2 separate regions of the Danio rerio genome follow, and region 1 is linked to region 2. Evidence: chromatin contacts called from public Hi-C data. All regions are on one chromosome and are shown on one strand. The core of a region is the stretch at or near the end of the contact, and the rest is flanking DNA. Distances in the headings are between cores, read along the strand shown. Region 1 overlaps nav2a (neuron navigator 2a). Region 2 overlaps nav2a (neuron navigator 2a).

What was found. A called contact is a pair of places that touch in the nucleus more often than the background predicts.
Region 1: a contact with region 2 is called in a Hi-C map of an unstated tissue, with 12 times the contacts expected there. The contact joins two enhancer-like sites. A contact is called at or near these places in 4 of 18 Hi-C or Micro-C datasets (caudal fin, embryo, hematopoietic stem cells and 1 more).

Annotation. Positions count from the first base shown.
Region 1 is chr7:16,894,906-16,898,964 of GRCz12tu, forward strand. It overlaps nav2a (neuron navigator 2a), which reads left to right. Exons shown (of 37, transcript XM_073908180.1): 7 at 3,770-3,903. Among named protein-coding and RNA genes, the nearest start is that of dbx1a, 120 kb to the right of the region's middle. Within about 2 kb of position 1,441, at least 3 of the 62 cell types and tissues checked have an H3K27ac peak or open chromatin away from gene starts, as enhancers often do.
Region 2 is chr7:16,755,318-16,759,676 of GRCz12tu, forward strand. All of the region lies in intron 2 of nav2a (neuron navigator 2a), which reads left to right. Among named protein-coding and RNA genes, the nearest start is that of nav2a, 140 kb to the left of the region's middle. Within about 2 kb of position 2,039, at least 7 of the 62 cell types and tissues checked have an H3K27ac peak or open chromatin away from gene starts, as enhancers often do.

The DNA of each region.
Region 1 (4,059 bases), core at 191-2,690, 140 kb after region 2:
TCTATCTATCTATCTATCTATCTATCTATCTATCTATCTATCTATCTATCTATCTATCTATCTATCTATCCATCTAATTCATTCAATCCCATCCATCCATCCATTGTTCTATGGATCTATTTATCCATCTACTGAACATTGTAAACTTTCTCTGTAGTTTAATGGGAATTTATGTGTTCATTGTCTTAGTTTGTGTTGTTGTGTTAGTCATCATCACTGTCAGTGTATGTCCTGCTCTCTCTCATTCTCTTTATCTCTATCTCTCTCTCTTCTCTTGTTTTGCTTCTTCTTCTGATCTAGGGATGGCTCTCAGAGTAAACTCAAGTTTTCCATTGGTCAGAAAAAGTCTTCTAGGTAGCGCTTTCTCTCTCGTGTATTTTCTCCCTACAGTCAACCTGCTTGTCATCACCCTCCTCTTCCTCACTCAATATCTGCATGATGCTCTAACTCTACCTATGTTTCTGTGAAACTAACACAAATATTACAACTGCCTTACAATGTCTTATTTACAAGCATTGACCAGCATTAATACTCAATTATTATATGCATATACACTCACTGGCCACTTTATTAGGTACACCTTACTACTACCGGGTTGAATCCCCTTTTTCCTTCAGAACTGCCGTAATCCTTTGTGGCATAGATTTAAGAAGGTACTGGACATATTCCTCAGAGATTTTAGTCCATATTGACATGATAGCATCAAGCAGTGTCTGCAGGTGTGTGGGCTGCACACCCATGATATGAATATCCCGTTCCACCACACCTCAAAGGTGCTCTATTGGATTGAGAGCTGGTGACTGTGGACTGAACAGTTGATACAAGGCGGGATGGATCCATGCTTCATATTGTTGACATCAAATTCTGACCCTACTAGCCGAATGTCGCAGCAGAAATCGAGACTCGTCAGACCAGGCTACGTTTTTCCAATCTTCTATTTGTGTTAGCGAGCTGTTAGACAGGTGTACCTAATAAAGTGGCCGGTGAGTGTATAAGTATATTTTATTATGATGCATTATTATGAATTCTAAAGTACTCATCCTTGCATCATAAACACCTTATTTTACTGTCTTATAAATAACTGTGACTATATTAAACAATATTCATTTTGATCAAACACGTGATTTTTATGCACTTGAACAAGTGTTCTAAAATGTAATATAGCTATTTAACTGTGGCCACAGCTATTTATGAATATATATAACCATTTTTGCATCTAATAAAGAATTACAAACAACTGTATAATTCATAAATCACAAACTGACCCATTCTGGCGAAGCTTTCTTTGAAAATATTGGTCTAGACAGAATAGGTGGACTCTGTCAGGAGACGTTACCCAAAAACACGTCCCAGCGGAGATGTCTGCTCAGTGAGCTGTGCTAACTTTAAAATAACCCACTCTGTGTGATGCCTGTTGGAGTAGCAGATTAATTATTAACTATGGAGTGTGACAGAAAGCTTGAGGTTGTAATTTTGCTTTGAATGAATGATGCGGTCGTGCCCTCGGTCACCTGCTGCAAATGCATTGCACTCACTTGTGTAATAGGCTTGAAATAACTACTCTAAAAATACTCTCGGCCACCTGATTTAAAATTCTCGTTTTGAAAATTGGCCAAGTCTAATAATCCGCTGTTTATTTATTTATTTTGCGACACGCGGCGCAATGTTGCCACCTATTGTTTGATAAGTGTAACTGCACATAAGTCTTTCTCAGGTCTGAGATGTATTTTAGTTGAAAAAAAACAACTAAAAATAAACAGGGTAACCTATTTTACATTTTCTTGAGGGAATGTGTGACAGCAATGTGATTAGCATAGGTCATGACAGATGTTACTGTATTATACATGACACTGACGTGGCATTTACCTAGACTGATTGTTTAGGGAGATTAGTCTGTCTGTCAATCACCTTTAAAGATTGGAACGATGGAGAAATGCCATATTATAATGACAAATGTCCATCACGTATGTGGATTCCTCGGTATTTATTGAAACATAATGTAATCATAGCATATCATAGCTTTTATCAATTTATTAAGCAGTATGTTTCTTATTATTAAATCGAAATTTAGTTAAAGTACCAATTCTCACTATTAACTAGCTTATCATCTGCCTATTATTAAGATATTGTCTGTTGATTAGTGCTTATGGAGTATTGTTCTTATTCTACATCTCTAATACTGCCTAATACCTAAACCCAACTACCTTAATATTAATAAGCAGCTAATTCGTTTTTTTAGCTAAAATAATAGTTAATGTTTTTTTTTATAGTGAGAAATGTACCATAAAATAATTTGCTAAAAAAATAGTTGTTTTTGCAGATTTTTTTTTACATTGGTATATGAAAGTTTTTAAAAATAAGAAAATGCTTTTAAAAAGGAAATGTTTCTGTTTGGTAATTTGCTATACTGTAAATGCAGCCCTTAGCTGAACACCCCGCTAACATTAAAAAAAAACATTTCCTATTTCAGAATGTTAACATTCTGAAGTAACATTCCCATAATGTATGGAGAATCATTATGTAGAATGATTGCTTGTCGCTTGCTTAACATTCATTTCATTACTTGATGGGAAGGTTAGCAAAATATCGTAACATATACAGCAAACATTGTTGTTGTGTAAATGATCTGACAAAATTCATCAGTTTATTGTTTGTTTATTTTAGGGTAGTGTTTTATATACACACACACACACACACACACACACACACACAGCCTCTTCACCTTTGTGTATTACTCCTCCCACATAGAGTGACAGCAGATCAATAAACTCACTACAGTTTGACAAATATTGCAGCTAATGGCTTGTTTAGTCGAGAATGTAGTTGTTCAGCTGTAGTATGAAATTACGCTGTTTTATTCTTCTAAGGGCTTATTATGCGGTTTCTGTCACCATCTTGTGGATGGAAAATGTCAACCGTCTTTGCTCGGTATGACAGACTAACAGACTAATGGCCGTCGACGCACTGTCTGTCAGAAATTATAAATATTTTAAAATAACCACTATCTTCTAAATAAACTGCATAGTTGCAATCTAAACAACTACATTCTCAACTAAAAAAGCTTTAAAAATGTTGTCAAACTGTAGAGTGTCCTCTGCTTGTTGCTGTATGTGGGCGGAGTAATTCACAAGGGTTAAGTGTGAAGAGGAAAATTATTACTGGAAAATTATTGCACGGCTACCAGCCAGTCAGATTCAAAAACCAGACATAACTGTTATATATATATCTTAAAGTGACAGTTCACCAAAAAGTGAAAATTCTATCATCAATTACTCACCCTTTACTTGTTTCAAACCTTTATGAATGTCTTTCTTCATTTTAAAAGTACTTAATGTAGAAGTACTTAATATTTACTCACCATCAAGTACTTCCAAAGCTTTGAGATTTTCTTTCTTCTGTAAAACTCAAAGAAGGTATTTTAAAGAATGTTGGAAAGCTCTAACCATTTACTTCCATAGTGTTTGTTTTTTCACAATGGAAATCAATAGATACAGCTTTAGCTTCTTTAGTGTTCAAGAAACTCATCAAGCTTTGGAACCACTTGAGGATGAGTAAATATTGAGTATGTTCCCAATTTTGCGTGAACTATCCATTTTAAGGCATTAAGCGACCACTCTGGATAGGTAATAAAACACTCTAACATCTACATACAGTACAGCAGCAGCACCTAAAACACAGCACACATAAATAGCACCTTAGCATGATATCAAGCACACAGTTATTCTTCAAAGATACTGCCATTAATACTATGTTCGCCTTTCTGTCACAGATTGCCTGGGCCGACCTCGAGGATGTCCACTGCGGGCAGTGAGAGCTCTCCTCGAGGGTCCATCAGTTCAGCAGGGAATCGCCGCAGTCTGGTGTTCAGCGATAAAGCCAAACCTGCAGCAGCTCAGGCCAAAGGTAAACACAACTGAATTACTTTAGCTGAACACTGCACTTGCAGACTCATTCAAGTCCAGCCACTTTACTTTATATCAGAATATGTCTCTATCTGTCATTTGATCAGAAAATGAGTTCAATTTCTGTGTTTTATTTATTAAAAAAAATGATGACTAT
Region 2 (4,359 bases), core at 789-3,288:
TTTATGATTTTTTTATTATTAGTTTTTATTATTTATTTATTTATTTTAGCTGTCATAAGATATTCATCAGTAAGATAAAAACTAGATCAAATAGATAAAAAAAATTATTTGTTTGTTTATTATTAGTCCTCCAGGGAAATGTTAAGTTTTTTTGTTCAAAAGGGATGTTTAACAAAGCAGGTAGATTTTTACAGTATGTCCTATATTTTTCTCAAGAAATCTTATTTATATTAGTTTGTCTGGAATAACGTAATTTTTTTATATTTTATATTGATATGGTTTGCTATAGAATAAACCACGTTGTCCATCAACCTAATTAACCCAACTTTTTAGTAATTAGCCCAACCACATTAATTAAGCCTTTAAATGACACTTTAGGCTGAATAATAGCATTTTGCTAAATAACTGCTGAAATATAATGCACTATCATCTTGGCAAAGACAAAAGAAATAATGTATTAAACAATAGTTATTAAAACTATTATATTTAAAATGTGTTTATATGAAAACATAATGCTCTCTTAAACATAGTTTGGGAAAAATTTGAAAAAAAAGTAAAAAATTCATAAAAGGTGGATAGATTTGTTTAATATCATTATTTTCATTAAAATATTGAATAGTAATGTTGTCTATCTGTCGATTAAAAACTGTATTTTTTTTTGTAATTTTACCCTTCTCAGATTCTCTTTATTTTTTATTAATGTAAGTATTATTATACAAGTATAAATATATCTAAGTAAAGCCATTTATTAATTTGTTGTAAGTGATTATAGAATATGTTTACACATTCACTTTGAATAAAATAAATGCAGAACCTCACCTTGTTAATTATATAATAATAACAACCACAATAATAATAATGAAAATAATCAACAACAGTAATACAAATAACAACAACAACAACAACAATAATAATAATAATAATAATAATAATAATAATAATAATAATAATAAAAATAATCAACAACAGTAATACAAATAACAACAACAATAATAATAATAATAATAATAATAATAATAATAATAATAATAATAATGAAAATAATCAACAACAGTAACATTTAGCCACATAACACAGTTTAAAAAAAAATTCAATAAATGACTCTTCACATCTTTAATTCCTTAGGAGGACAGTAGATTGAGGAGTTTCCCGCATTTTTTTGCTGCCCTCTGCTGGCGAACAGTGTATCTATAAACACATCTCAGAGTCTGAAGCCCTGTTGGACTTTATTTGCATATTAATAGAGCTTTATGCTTTTATCTTGCTGTTTTGAACTTTCATTTGATTCTGAATTTTATTTACATAGACTTCATTCTAAGGTTTTTGCGCACTTATCTTAGATGTACTAAATTAAAATGTAATCTTTTCTATAAGAATACTGAGTTAGTCATGAGTTAAAAACAAGTTAATAATAATAATTTGTCAATTCGCAAAATAACTCGATCACTCACTAAGTTAATGGAGCAATAATAAGATGAAATGGAACAATAATAAGATTAAATTAATTAAACTGTTTTATGTAACACATTTAAATTCATTCAATCATTTTCTTTTCGGCTTAGTCCCTTCATTAATCTGGGGTCGCCACAGAGGAATGAACCGCCAACATATCTAGCACATGTTTTACGCAGCAGATGCCTTTCCAGCTGCAACTCATCACTGGGAAACACTCATTCACACACACACACACACACACACACACACACACACACACACACACACACACAATACATACAAATTAGCTTACCCAATTCACCTTTACCACATGTCTTTAGACTCGTGAGCACCCGGAGGAAACACTGAGAGAACATGCAAACTTCACACAGAAATGCCAACTGACCCAGCCAATTAAGGCTTGAACCAGCAACCTTCTTGCTGAGAGGGGATTGTGCTACCCACTGCACCATCGTGCTGCTTCCATTTGAGCTCTCTGTTCTAGCAAAATCTAGGAAATGAAGTTATGTATAATATAAGGAATGTACAGTGCACAGTAATGTGGCGTATGCAGTTCATTGGTGTAACTGCAGGTGGCGTCTTGGATCAACGCTTGCCTGAATAACTAATCAATACACATATGAGCATCGAAATCAATACTCATATTCCATTCACAGCAGGACCACATCTGTTGGAAAACTCACTCTTAAGCTTATCAATTTACAATATTTACTTTTTCAGCTATTAAAACTCCAAATACAGTTTTAATTTTTACATCTTTAAAGCGATTTAATTAAGTAAACAAACTAAAAGCATCAATCAGTTATGAAATTTAGAGGAATATAAAGGCGTAGATATAGATAATTTAACTTTTAGAGATTTGTTATTTTTTTTAAATGATTAAATGCCATCAGGGTTACTCATTATTTTACTTTTAAATCTGGAATATTGACGCCAGTGTTATTATTTTTAAGTCTGCTTGTTTATTGGTTATTATTATTGTTTCTTAAGTCTGCTGTTTTCCTTGTTTATTTACTTCAGTTTATGTTTTAGCATAGAAAGTGTGGATTTTTATGTGCATGTTGTAATTTTTATTAGGTTTTTATGCCAAATCTGTGCATTAATTATAAAATGAATTAATTCATGAAATATAAATGAGCAGTAAGATCAGTGCTATTTGAATATAATTGAGTTCTATATTATATAATGTGACGATGCAGTGGCGCAGTAGGTAGTGCTGTCACCTCACAGCAAGAAGGTCGCTGGTTCGAGCCTCGGCTGGGTCAGTTGGTGTTTCTGTGTGGAGTTTGCATGTTCTCCATGCGTTCGCGTGGGTTTCCTTTGGGTGCTCCGGTTTCCCCCACAGTCCAAATTCATGCAGTACAGGTGAATTGGGTAGGCTAAATTGTCTGTGTAGGAGTGTGAATGAGTGTGTATGAATGTTTCCCAGAGATGGGTTGTGGCTGGAAGGGCATCCACTGCGTAAAACACGCTGGATAAGTTGGCGGTTTATTCCGCTGTGGCGACCCCGAGTTAATAAAGGGACTAAGCTGAAAAGAAAATGAATAAATGAATTATATAATGTGTATAATTTGTATTTTGTTTTAATGTCTATATTTTTATTTCTTACCTTTCTTTACTAATTAATCATACACTTGTTTAATATCTTTAATTAATATATGATTAATTAGGGGGCGAACAGTTGGCATTTCTGTGGAAAATAAGTATCGAACACATCATGTTTATTTCTGGGAATAATATTCTTTAAGAAGCTGTTGACATGGGATTGAACAAGATTTTGGTAAAAAAAACAAACAATACAAATATAAAAATAAAAGTTAAAAAAAAACAAAAAATCTGAAAATGAGTTGTGTAATAACAATCGAATGACACAAAAAGAAACCCTCATGTTCGTGTGGATGTCCTCCTGGTGCTCCGGTTTCCCCCACAGTTCAAAGACATGCACTGTAGGTGAATTGAATAAACTAAATTGGCCGTAGTGCATGTGTGTGAATCAATGAAGGTGGATGTTTTCCAGTACTGGGTTGCAGCTGGAAAGGCATGCACTGTGTACAGTAAAACATATGCTGGATAAGTTGGTGTTTTTTTCCGCTGAGGCAACCCCTGTTGAATGAATGATATAATGTTATAATTAAATATAATATTGTTATATATTATATATAATATTTCAATTTTCAATCAGTTCATTAATTATAAAATGAATGAATTAATGAAATAATAATGATCAGTAAGATCAGTGGTATTTTAATATAATTAAGTTATATGTAATTTATATCATTCATATTTATTGTCAATTTTATTAGTGTTTTAATGTCTATATTTTTTATTACTTACATTTATTCACTAATTAATCATATATTTATGTAATATGATTAATTAACATATGAATAATTGATAAATAAATGTAGGTGACATATATGTGTGTGTGTGTGTGTGTGTGTGTGTATGTGTGTATATATATATATATAGATAGATAGATAGATAGATAGATAGATAGATAGATAGATAGATAGATAGATAGATAGATAGATAGATAGATTTGTAGTTAAATTAATATTATTATTATAATAATTTAGTATTATATCATATTAATAAATATCTTATATTAAATATTACTTGTTTTGTTTTTACATTTATTTTATACTCTATTTTACTGTTCTTTTTTGTTGTTTTACAAAATCAACTTATACTAACTTTTAAGAAGAATATTTTTGGAATAATATACTATTATATGTTAACCCCAGAAAATACTAAATAATATTGAATACTAGAACATTTGAGTGATTTATTTATTCTTTTTTTCTTTTTTTACTGAATTCAATTTGAATTCAATTTCACAATTCACATTACATAGTTCCTTTTTTTATGCACTTTAATTAGGCAGCTTGTTGACCGAAAACAAGT